Regions from separate parts of the Mus musculus genome. Here all the other regions are linked to region 2. The links are chromatin contacts, called in public HiChIP or PLAC-seq maps. All regions are on one chromosome and are shown on one strand. Each heading gives the region's core, a stretch centred on a gene start, on an enhancer-like site or on the middle of the called end of the contact. The rest is flanking DNA. Distances are from core to core; before and after follow the strand shown. Region 1 has its middle 97 kb from the start of Gm46779. Region 2 holds the start of Cbln4 (cerebellin 4 precursor protein). Region 3 has its middle 140 kb from the start of Gm35434.

Evidence for each region. HiChIP or PLAC-seq counts read pairs in DNA pulled down with a chosen protein or histone mark.
Region 1: an H3K27ac HiChIP or PLAC-seq map of embryonic stem cells shows a contact between it and region 2, with 10 times the contacts expected there. The contact joins the enhancer-like site here to the promoter of Cbln4 in region 2. A contact is called at or near these places in 10 of 39 promoter capture datasets (the 3T3-L1 cell line, cranial neural crest, embryonic stem cells and 5 more), 1 of 484 Hi-C or Micro-C datasets (nephron progenitors), 4 of 115 datasets of contacts at active chromatin or transcription factors (embryonic forebrain, embryonic hindbrain, embryonic stem cells and 1 more) and 4 of 9 other capture datasets (adipose tissue, embryonic stem cells, liver and 1 more).
Region 3: a contact with region 2 is called in an H3K4me3 HiChIP or PLAC-seq map of stem cell-derived neural progenitor cells, with 8 times the contacts expected there. The contact joins the enhancer-like site here to the promoter of Cbln4 in region 2. A contact is called at or near these places in 21 of 39 promoter capture datasets (the 3T3-L1 cell line, 3T3-L1-derived adipocytes, the C10 cell line and 14 more), 1 of 15 datasets of contacts at CTCF or cohesin (stem cell-derived epiblast-like cells), 19 of 484 Hi-C or Micro-C datasets (cerebral cortex, cortical neurons, cranial neural crest and 3 more), 9 of 115 datasets of contacts at active chromatin or transcription factors (SST interneurons, embryonic forebrain, embryonic limb bud and 4 more) and 2 of 9 other capture datasets (adipose tissue and embryonic stem cells).

What each region holds. Positions count from the first base shown.
Region 1 is chr2:171,119,102-171,122,781 of GRCm38.p6, reverse strand. No RefSeq gene overlaps it. Among named protein-coding and RNA genes, the nearest start is that of Gm46779, 97 kb to the left of the region's middle. Within about 2 kb of position 2,246, at least 9 of the 459 cell types and tissues checked have an H3K27ac peak or open chromatin away from gene starts, as enhancers often do. A contact at or near this core is called in embryonic stem cells, where this site is marked.
Region 2 is chr2:172,041,796-172,045,637 of GRCm38.p6, reverse strand. It overlaps Cbln4 (cerebellin 4 precursor protein), which reads left to right and starts at 2,172. Exons shown (of 3, transcript NM_175631.3): 1 at 2,172-3,621. The coding sequence starts at 3,340.
Region 3 is chr2:171,489,641-171,493,338 of GRCm38.p6, reverse strand. No RefSeq gene overlaps it. Among named protein-coding and RNA genes, the nearest start is that of Gm35434, 140 kb to the right of the region's middle. Within about 2 kb of position 2,153, at least 2 of the 459 cell types and tissues checked have an H3K27ac peak or open chromatin away from gene starts, as enhancers often do. A contact at or near this core is called in stem cell-derived neural progenitor cells, where this site is marked.

The DNA.
Region 1 (3,680 bases), core at 997-3,496, 920 kb after region 2:
GCATTCTCTTTGGACCCAAGATTTTGTTTGAAAGGAAAAAAAAAAGACAATAAATAACAAAACTGTTGTTTCAAAAATAAAAGATAATGTAGTTTGGTAATGTTGCCTGTTAAAGATTTAGAAATACTTTTCACTTTCATACAAAGTTGAATGTGGTATTTACTTAGCAGGAAGAGGAAGGGTGCAGATATCCTCTGCCTGTGTGGCTTTGTTTGTTTGTTTGTTTGTTTGTTTCCATCTGCCTTTTCCTCAATGGAATTAAAGGCATATGTTGCCACTGCTCAACTTATAGAGGAATAATCATATAATCACAAGAGGGCTGCCTCCAGACCTGCCACACCTGCCCCCTGGTTCCACTTGCTTAGGCTTCCCAACAGAGGTGGTTTTCAAGGGCACATTGACCAAAAAAAAGCACTCCAGGGTAAGGCTGGCAAGAGGAAAGAACTCAAGATTTACTGTTAGGGGCATCCCTAGCTGTATCTGAACTAAACCAGCCAACGCTTTGTTTCAAGAACATAAAGGTGAAAATCCAGTTTGGGTACTTGGTTTTGTATCCAGTGTAAAGCTGTCATAGCCAATTGGAGTCCAGTAAGAAATGACTTGTGACAAGTGGCTTATCTGAAACCTGCAGCGACGGCTTTAGGAGCCACTTAAAGTTCTCTTGATTTTCTTCATCAGATTCACCCCAGCTGCTCCGCCACTCCTGTCACCACTCAGCACATCTTCATCTCTTACCCTATCTCCCCACCCCCAGCCAATCAGGTGAGCATCTGCATTTGAAAAGCAAATTTCTCCCAACTGCCATGTACCAGAGACAGCTTGGCAGATGCTCTAAGATCAACAGATGAATTCTCCAACACAACTGATAGGCATTCTATGCCTGGCAGGGAACCCAGAGAGACTGACAGTGTTCAGACTGGCCTGTTCTGCAAGATTCCTTTAATAACTCTGATTTAATGCCATCCTTGATATGTATATTGTGTCCCATGTGTTTCTTCCTTAGCTCTTAAACCTTCCACTCTGAGGTGACATTTCTTTTGACACAGTATGACAGGTCCTTATCCATGCATTACTCCTAGGGTCTAAAACATGGGGTGAGGGTACAGCTAGCATGGATCACAGACCCTCCTCCTGAATTTCAGATTTCTTCTGCCTCCTCATTATCCTTAACACCAAACATTTAAGAAGCCAGATATCCCCCTGCATGGGCCTGTTGTCTTTGCTTTAAAGTACCAATGCTCCACACACCTTGTGGGATTCCCTGATGCTCTCAAACCAGTAGTGTACCGACTGTGGTGCTCTGTCTGGTGAGGCTGCACATTCCATCCAGTGGCACAAAGATAATACTCAACTTCAGGCGATAAGTGCTGGATCTCCACTGAGCCCAGCACTTCCTGTCTTCAGCTCCTCTCTAAGGCACACGAGTTGAGTTCTGAGTTATTCTCTCTGGCTGACACTTCCCACCTGAGGTCCAGATAGGTAGACTCGGGTTTCAATAACCTCAGGGGTGAAGCTTCTCTACAAGAGAACGAATGAACCTCAGTCCCTACTGAAGACACCAAGACTCATGTTACCCTCTGCGTCTCCCTGTGTGATATGGAAATATCGTAGTCCCGGCCAGCTATGGAGAGAAAGGATGGGCTTGAGACACTGGCATGAAGGTACTGTCTAGCTCTGAGCAGACAGTAGCTCCCTTAGATTCCCTAGGAAATTGTTGCGAGCCGTCCAGCGGCTCACAAGGACAGGTACACCTGAGAGGCAGGCCAGCGCTGAAAGAGAGGGAAACTAGGCGGACGAGAGAGAGATAGAACCAAGACAGTATTCTGCTCAAGGTTCAAATTTTTAATGGCAGAATGGCAGACACCCTTTATAAAGGAGGGGGGAAGCCCATTCCCGCCAAATCATCCTTGGAGCCCAACTGCAGGTGACCACGTGTAGGATAGGATGTAGTCTCAGGAATAGCTAAGCAGGTAGCAGCAGTGACAGTGGCTGAACAATAGAGTGATCCAGGGTGGCAGGCTCCACCCTAGGTAATCTCCTTAGTGGCAACAAAGTCGAGGTCTGGTTCAGCGAGCTTCAGGTTGCGGGAGGAGGTTACAGGAAATCACAACCAGATCTCCATTGTTTTATCTACTTATGCCTTGGCTTTTGTGTGACAGGGTCTCATGTAGCCAAGGCTAGCCTTGAACTCCTTGCATAACTAAGAATGGCCTTTTCATTCTGCCTCTGCTCTCCAGTACAACCACACCCAGTGTCTGGATTCCAAAGCCAAACCACACCCAGTGTACGGATTCCAAAGCCAAACCACACCCAGTGTACGGATTCCAAAGCCAAACCACACCCAGTGTACGGATTCCAAAGCCAAACCACACCCAGTGTACGGATTCCAAAGCCAAACCACACCCAGTGTACGGATTCCAAAGCCAAACCACACCCAGTGTACGGATTCCAAAGCCAAACCACACCCAGTGTACGGATTCCAAAGCCAAACCACACCCAGTGTACGGAGTTCTGGATTCCAAAGCCAAAGCTTTCTGTTGACTCGGCAAGAATTCTACCATCTGAGCTACATCCCCATCCCACCCCCACTTTGGTTTTTTTTTTTTTTTTTTTTTTCGAGACAGGGTTTCTCTGTGTAGCCCTGGCTTTCCTGGAACTCACTCTGTAGACCAGGCTGGCCTCGAACTCAGAAATCCGCCTGCCTCTGCCTCCCGAGTGCTGGGATTAAAGGCGTGCACCACCACGCCCGGCTCCCCACTTTGGTTTTTAACTACCTTTATACAACAATTCCAGAAGTTTCCAAAGACACCTGTATGGGATGACTTCATGGTCACCAGTCTGCCCTCGGCATTCCTGGGGACCACTCATCCCTAAGGCGGCATCATTTCACATCACACATTTTGTGAGACCCATCATTCCAGGAAGCCCAGCAGGCTGACCTCAAACATACACTCCTCTTGCCTCTGCCTCCCAACTGCAGGCAAATACTGCCACACCTAGCCACACTACAGGTTGTGCTCCTCTGTTTCGGTCACATGATGCTTGACAGTGTCAATCAAAGAGTCTGACACTCATGGTGCTGGCTTTTCCAGGCACAAAAGAAGTTCAGGGTAAACGTATGGCGATGTGTGCTAATCCTTTTGTCTTAGCAATCGTGTTAGGTAATTTTCAGTTCCTGTCACGAGCTTCTGAGAAGACCAACTATAAAAAAACGAAGGTGTCCTTTGACTTGACGTTTCCGACATGTCTATGTACAGCATTGTTCTCGACCTTCCTAGTCCTGAGACCTTTTCTCATGGTGTGGTGACCCCCCCCATTACAAAATTTTCATTGTTACTTTATAACTGTAAGCTTACCAGTGTTGTGAATCATAATGTAAATATCTGATATGCAGGATATCTGATATTAGACCCACGGGGAGAGAACTGCTGGTCTGAGGTGATTATTTTTCTATTAAACAATTTTCTAAGTTGCAACATAAACATTTATTTATTCTATCTGCATGTATGGCGCATGCATGCACGTATGTGCCCTTGTATGCACACGGCAGTCAGATAATGACTTTGGGGTTCTTTCCTTCTAGTATTTAAGATTCGGGATTTGAACTCGGGATGTAAGGCTTGGAAGCCAGCATCTTTACCACTGCACAACGACCACCTTCATCAGCTCTTGGTGAAACT
Region 2 (3,842 bases), core at 923-3,422:
TCCGTCGGTGACAGAAGAAAGAAATGTATTTAGCTAAGAGCTTCTTTGGAAAATAAATCCTAAGAGAAGAAAAGAATACAGAGAGAATATATCGGGGCTTGTGAGGAGAATAAAGGTTATCTATTTAACAGCTCTGTCAATTGAGTTCTTTCTCAAACTTCTCCCAGTTGAAAAACAAACAAACAAAACCCCAAGGCTTAGCTTGGATTCTTCATCTTGGCCAGAGGAGGCACTCTTACCCTTACAAGAGAAAAAGTCGAACCAAATTTCTTCTAGTGTCTGGTCTCAAACCCAGCCCTGGAGCCAGGGAGATGGCTCAGCCAATAAAAGCTCTTGCTCTGCAAGCACGAGGGTCTAGCAAATTCCCAGAACTCACATGAAAAGCCAAGTGTGGATGCACGTGCTTATGACACCAGCACCAGAGAAGGGGGAGACAGGAGGCTTGCTGAGGCTGGCTGACGGAGAGCCAGCTCCAAGGTCAGTGAGAGACCCTGTCCCAAGGGAGTAAGGTGTAAAACAATAGGCAATAGAGCAGGACCACGTGCACATACACGAGTGGACACACACACAACATGCACACACACATGCCCACACATACACATATGCACACACATGCATGTACACACACAATGGAACATGCACAGACATTCACATGTACACACATGCACACATATATACACATACATGCACACACATACACACATGCACACACATGCATGCACACACACAATAGAACATGCATAGACATATACATGTACACATACACACATGCACACACATACACACATGCACACACATGCATGCACACACACACAATAGAACATCCATAGACATATACATGTACACATACACACATGCACACACATGCATGCACACACAATAGAACATGCATAGACATATACATGTACACATACATACACACATACATATGTGCATATACATTTACACACACATACACATACATTTGCACACACATGCACACATATGTATACACACCCACACCCACACACACCACGGAAGTGCCACAGGCACTGCAATGACTAGTGATCAGTGTTTGAATAAGGACATCAGAAAAGGTCAGATGAGAAACTATATGAAGTTTACGGTGGTGTCAAGGTGGCACTCTCCTAAAGGCCTGGCAAGCTTTTCTGTTTTTTTTTTAGAGCTTCGATGAAAGATATGCAACATTGTTACAAATAGCATAGCCCCAGAGCCCCAGCAACTCACAAGCTGCACTGACTACCTCCCTCAACTGTGTTTCCAGACAGCACATCTTTATATCACTATAAGAAGTTGGGGCTAAGGATCAACCCTAGGGGCATCTTGTATCTTAATACTTGGAATTTCAGCATGAGCTTGCGGCACACATTCCCTTGGAGAACCTTAGGAGATCAGACTAAAGATGTAGGTCTGTCTGGATTCTGCAGAGGAAGAGCTCGAACGCCATTCCAAGAACGCACAGGACCATCTGGGAAGCTTAATCTGACCCAAGGACATGACTCAACCTCTAAACAATTTGCAACCAGTACGTACTAATCAGGAGGTCTGAGTGGCTGGTGGCTTCCACAGGGACGTTGTTTTGATTAGAGAATAGCTGCACTGTTCTCCTGCAGCTGAAGTCAAGAGAAGTCAACAAGGAATTTGGGAGTGTCCTGACCCCAAAGAATACTGAACCAGAAAGCCGGGGCCCTTAGTTTGGGTAGTATTGGCCACTCATTAAGGTCTTGGTCAGGTTCATGCAGCCAACTCCAAAGCCAAGCTCTGCTTCCCCGCTTCCCTTCCGTGGCTTCCGAAAAGGAAAATAAGTTGCCAGTCAGAGGCCAAGATGGCAGTGGAGTGCACAGGGGAGGAACATCAAAGAGGGAGAGGGTGCAGTACTCTCGGGGTGTGCATTTTAATTGTTACATTTAAGGGATACTGTTCACTATGATTGTTCCTGCCCCTGATTGGGATGGCTGCACAGCGTGAGAAGGCGAGCCCCAGTGGGTTCCGAGGCTCATCCTCTTGAGCAGAAGAAAAAAAAACAGGCGCCTCCTCCACACCCGCCCCGCCCAGGGCACAGAACTGCCCCCGGGCTTTTCTGGGCTCTCCAGGCTCGAGGGTTACGTGGGACAAGCTCCTGACCAGGCGCAGTTGGGGGACACTGGCTGGTCCTCTTAGCGTCAGATAGCAAACCGCGCAGATTCGCCGAGGTCCTTCCATCTCCACATCTGAGCTGGCAGCGCCACGTTCGGTTCAGAGAGTCTTGCGCAGGGCAGGGTGAGGGGACCCACAACTCCCTCTGCGGGTCCAGGTGGAGCTGGCGGCGAGCAGCCGCGGACCCCTGGCAGGTGCAGGCAGGTGAGCATCATCCTCTGGGTACACAAAGTGCGATTTCGGGGGGATCAAGTGACCTCAGACCTTGGCAGCCGGCAGCGCCGTGCGTCCCGCTCTGTCCGGGTGCGTTCAACGTCACACAGGCGCTGCTCCGCTGGGGTCAACGGACGCCTTTTCTGCTTTCCGGGGATCCACGGGATGAGCGGGCGAGCCAAAGCCATCTGCAGGCAGCACTCCTATAAATAGCGCGCGGGTGCCCTCTCGGCGCTGTCCCTCCGGCTGCACTGCACGCTGAGACACAAAGTTGTGCGCAGGGACGCGGGAACCCAGGGCAGTAGGCGCCCTGCACCTTAGAACTGCTTTTGGCGACGGGCACTCAGCTGCCGCCTACCTGCGTCGGAGTGACACCGGGCTTTGGGGGAATTTTTGACCAAGCGCAAGTGGAAGTCGCTAGCATCCTAGCCATGGACATAACCTGGCATTCTTCTCATCCCCGGAAACACCTCCTGCCTCTGTAATTTGTTCCTGCGCCAACCAGAGTCCCTCGGACAGGACCGACACCCGCACCGCTCGGCACTAGCCACCTTTGCTAGCGTTTACTCGCGGAGTCCCCTCTGTGTCTTCAGCTCTGTGCTTCACCAGGAGTGCTTGGGTTCGGGGTGAGAATTTATTTTGTTCTTTTGAGGTGTGACTGAGAGGGTCTGGAGACTTTTTAGATGTCAAGGGACAAGTGTGGGTGCCGTGGCCCCAGGCAAAACTGATTTGGGGGTGGAGGAGTTAGGGTAGGAGTTCTGCATGAGCTCCTTAAAGGACAAAGGTAACAGAGCCAGCCAGCCAGTTCGAAGGGAGACTTCAGTCCTGAGAATTGGTGGAAGTGCGCGCGCCGCTGCTGCCGCCGCCGCCGCTGTTCCTGCAGCGCTGTCGATCTAGCCACTGGCGTCTTCCCGAGCTCCCGGATCCCGGGGTAGCAGGCGCCGCCTGGGAGCAGAAGCGCCAGGCTGCCGCTTGCGCACGCGGCTCACCATGGGCTCCGCGCGCCGGGCGCTGTCCGTGGTACCAGCCGTTCTGCTGATTCTAGTGCTGCCTGTCTGGGCACAGAATGACACGGAACCGATCGTTCTGGAGGGCAAGTGTCTGGTGGTGTGCGACTCGAACCCAGCTACAGACTCCAAGGGATCATCATCTTCCCCTCTGGGGATATCGGTCCGGGCAGCAAACTCCAAGGTGGCTTTTTCGGCGGTTCGGAGCACCAACCACGAGCCATCTGAGATGAGCAACAAGACTCGCATCATTTACTTTGATCAGGTCAGACTCCCGAGGGATGCAGAGCGCATATGGGGATGGGTGGTCTCTGGGTATCGGGGGCTGCATGCCCAGATTCAGCTAATATGAATAGGATGTGGCGAGATCGTTTTATCAACTGACGGTATCAGTTTGAAACTCAGAGCTGCCTCCCTTCCCCAGCAACCACAGCCTCCATTCAGTCCCGTAGTCTTTGGCACAGGCCTGCGCGGTGGGTGGCTTGG
Region 3 (3,698 bases), core at 904-3,403, 550 kb after region 2:
AAGGGACAGGCATTCGACTCTAACCTGAAGAAGCTTTGCGAACAGCTAGTGGGAACAGTGACAAGAGTCTTTCTCCAGACATTTGAATACAGTGAAGGGTGGGGAATGGTATTAGAGAGAATTACAGGGAGGGAGGAAAAGACAGGTACTTACACCCTCTAGGTTGAGCACTTCCTACAGGAAAAATCATTTTTAAAATACTGACCTGAACTCCTACACCAAGTCACTGGTACTGGCCTGAGAATCATCAAGTTCCAAGGTTTGTCTTGTTTATGACCCAGACTTCCTTTCTCACCTCTGACAAGCCTCACCTGTGGTCTGCTGGTCTCAGCTTCTAGCTATCAAGCCTGCAGGAGAATGGGCGAGAAATAGCGAAGTTCTCACGGTGTGATTTTTTTTTTTTTTTTAAATAGGAAGTGTTGTATAAATGACCCTTGTCTCTACCTCAGCTGCATTTGTCAGGATGCCCGCGGCTGCAGCTGAGATGGTTTAAGTAAACACTTCAGCCAGCCACGTGCTCTGAGGAAATTGTAGGGATGGGGGAAGGAGAGATGGGCTCTGAGGTGCCCCTCTCGGAGAGGGAGAGGGATGCCGAGAAAAGTCTGTAGATCAGGCTTTCAACCTGCCTGTGGCACCGCAGGCATGGAAACAGCGTCGGGGAGTGACTCAGAAAGGGCAGCTTTCCTTGGTGACCCCATCTTGGCTTTATCACCTCCATGATTCCCTGCTGTCTTCCTGCCCTGGGTTCCTTGAGAGGGTCACACGATTCACAGCCGTAACTCACTTGAAGTTTTATCTATCTCAGATGCTATTTTTTTTGTGTGTGTGCCTTAGCCACACTTCCTTTATAATCTCAGTGACACCCATTGATCTAGCACTAAAGAAAACGCTGCTGCTGCTGCTGCTGCTGCTGCTGCTGCTGCTGCTGCTGCTGCTGCTGCTGACCTTAGCACAGCATAGCTCTGCTCAGTCAAGTGAGAAGAGGAAGGCTTCGGGTGTGGGCAACCTCTCAGTACTTTGAGCAGCCTCTTGGAAAAGCTCTGGTCTACACCCCTTGAGAAATATCCATGCCTCTGAGACAGGTCCCACCAACAAAGGCCTCCTGACAAGGACATCCCCTAATAATTGACTAGGTTAATTGAATAATAATTCTGTATGTTCCATACACATCTTGAGGGTCATCGGTAAAATTTGTACGTCTAGTAACACGATGCAAAAGAAAAATTCAAGGCCAACACATTGGGTCTAGTCACAGCATTACTTATTCGGGCAGCAAGAGGATGCTTAATAAACATCATCAGACTTGACTGAGCTGTCATGAGAAACACACTTCTCCAGCTTATCCCACCAACTATCAGAATAGCAGCCACAAAGCAGTAAATACTTAGTAGCATTGAAACAAAAATGTCTCAGCATCAAATGGTTATTAATGCACACACAGACACACACACACACACACACACACACACACACACAGACACACACACACACACACACACACACACCCTAAAGGCAATATCATGTAATGTCTATATTTGTGATCACATGTCTACCCTATGCCAAGTTCTCCAGCTGTTACAGTATATGGTAATTCCACTATATGGTTTGTTTTTACAAAGCCAATCAAACCAAGAGTTTTAATAGGTATCTTTATGATGGGCATTAAGCACTTTTTATTTAATCTTGAGAAACCATACAAATATGTACACAATATACTTTGTGTGCTCAATATTTATGGCGATTTACATAGTCTCATGTTTATGCAAGTTACTATTTACAAAGCTCATTTGTTCAGCAAATATTTGTGGCTATTCTGCGTGCCGTGCACGGTGGGAATCAAGCAGGAGAAGGACGAGCCCACACCCAGGAGAAAATTCTCACAAGGGGAAGTCAGAACATAAAAAAGAATTTTAGATGATTAAGTGTTAGGAACAACATGATCAAATGTGTTCATGAGTAGGATAAAGAAGAGGGTGACCATTTATTTTGTTCTGTGCAGAGACAAAGCTAGGGCCAGATAGAGATGATTAAGTATTTAATGAATGACTTTTGCTAGTGACAGCAGAGTCCATTTGGGAAACACAAGATAGATAAACCTTCCTCGGAAGCTCCCGGGACAGCATAGAGGGAGCAGCCCCAGCAACAATGAGATTCAACTGAAGAAAATCATTGTTCCGTGAACTGTTGCTAAAACTTGACCCACAATCTCACAGCTGGGGTAAGCTCTGGCTGGCTTCAATGTCAGACAGAAACTTCCTTAGACAAAAGGAGGACGAATTAAACCTTTGGCATAGTATCCTTTCTCCACATGAATACAGAGAGAATTTGCCCACATTTGGAAATGTCTCTTTATGCCAAAGAAGAGCCAGTAGGATGCAGGCCATTGAGCATATAAACGAGTCAGCAAGACTAAAGGGAAAAATGTAGTCTATTGCTCCTGGAGTCAAAATGGGTCTTGTGGCATCTAGGCTGTATTTATACACAGCTATGTTCACAACACGAATGTATTTTCCAATCCCATATCTACTTACGGCTATCAGGGCAGGGGTACTTTTTTCTTTGAAGCCACTCCTAGCTTTCAAAAGGAAAAGCAAAAACATCGCTGACTTGCTTCCAAAGGGATTTCCTTTGTCAATTCACTGTGACTGCCTGCCTCATCTCAACACATTGGCTGTTCAATTAACAAACTGGTTTTAGAACACATTAGTTACCTGTCTCTTGTGATGCTAGAACCCCATGACCAAGGCAACTTACAGAAGAAAGACCTTATTTGGGTTTATCATTCCAGAGGCATAAGAATCTTTTATGGAGTGAAAGTATGGCAGAGAGCAGCAGGCATGTTGGCAGAAGCAACAAGCCGAGAGCTCACGTTTGTTTTCAAAGTCAGGGATGAAGCTGAAAGAGAACTGGAGCCGAAGTGAGGTCCTAATCTCTCAATCCTGTCCTCTACAGACGTATTTCCTCCAACAAGGCTGAGCCTTCTAAACCTCCACCTAGGGACCACGTGTTCAAGTATCCGAGCCAATGGGGAACATTTCTCATTTTAAGTGAGCACAGGAGAATAGAATGGGGTCAGCAGCTGGCAGTGTCATGAACCTCACAGGGTCTACACTTTTGACCAGCAACTCATCACTAACAGCTAAATACGTGATGTAACAATTCATGTTAGTTTCAGTAAATAACTAGAATAAACCAGGTGATGGACAGCAAATATGTAGATGTGGAGAGGGATCAGAGCTGAGACATTTATAGGAGAGAGAGAGAAAAAGAGAGAGAGAGAGAGAGAGAGAGAGAGAGAGAGAGAGAGAGAGAGAGAGAGATTGATTCTGAGAGCAGATAGTGTGGACTATACCTCACACACAGCTTTAATTTATCAGACTTGAACATTTTTATATCCCACTATCACCCAGGGCAGGACATGGCCAATTGAAAAGACTCAATAAAAAACGGTTGAAAAGAGCTCTATAGGATAACCCAGATTTTCAGGGCGTGTTGCAGAAGTAGGGGATGCAAGGAAGAGACTGAGGGACCGTTTAGGCTGGGGTTTCTCCTTGCTGAACCACAGCAATTGTTGTTGATTTGGTGTGTACACTGAGATTAGAGAGATAACAGCTAGGGACTCATCCTCCCACCCCCTGAGTTCTATATTAACTTCAAAGTAGAAAAAAAAAAGTAAGGACAGCTGGAAATCAGAACCC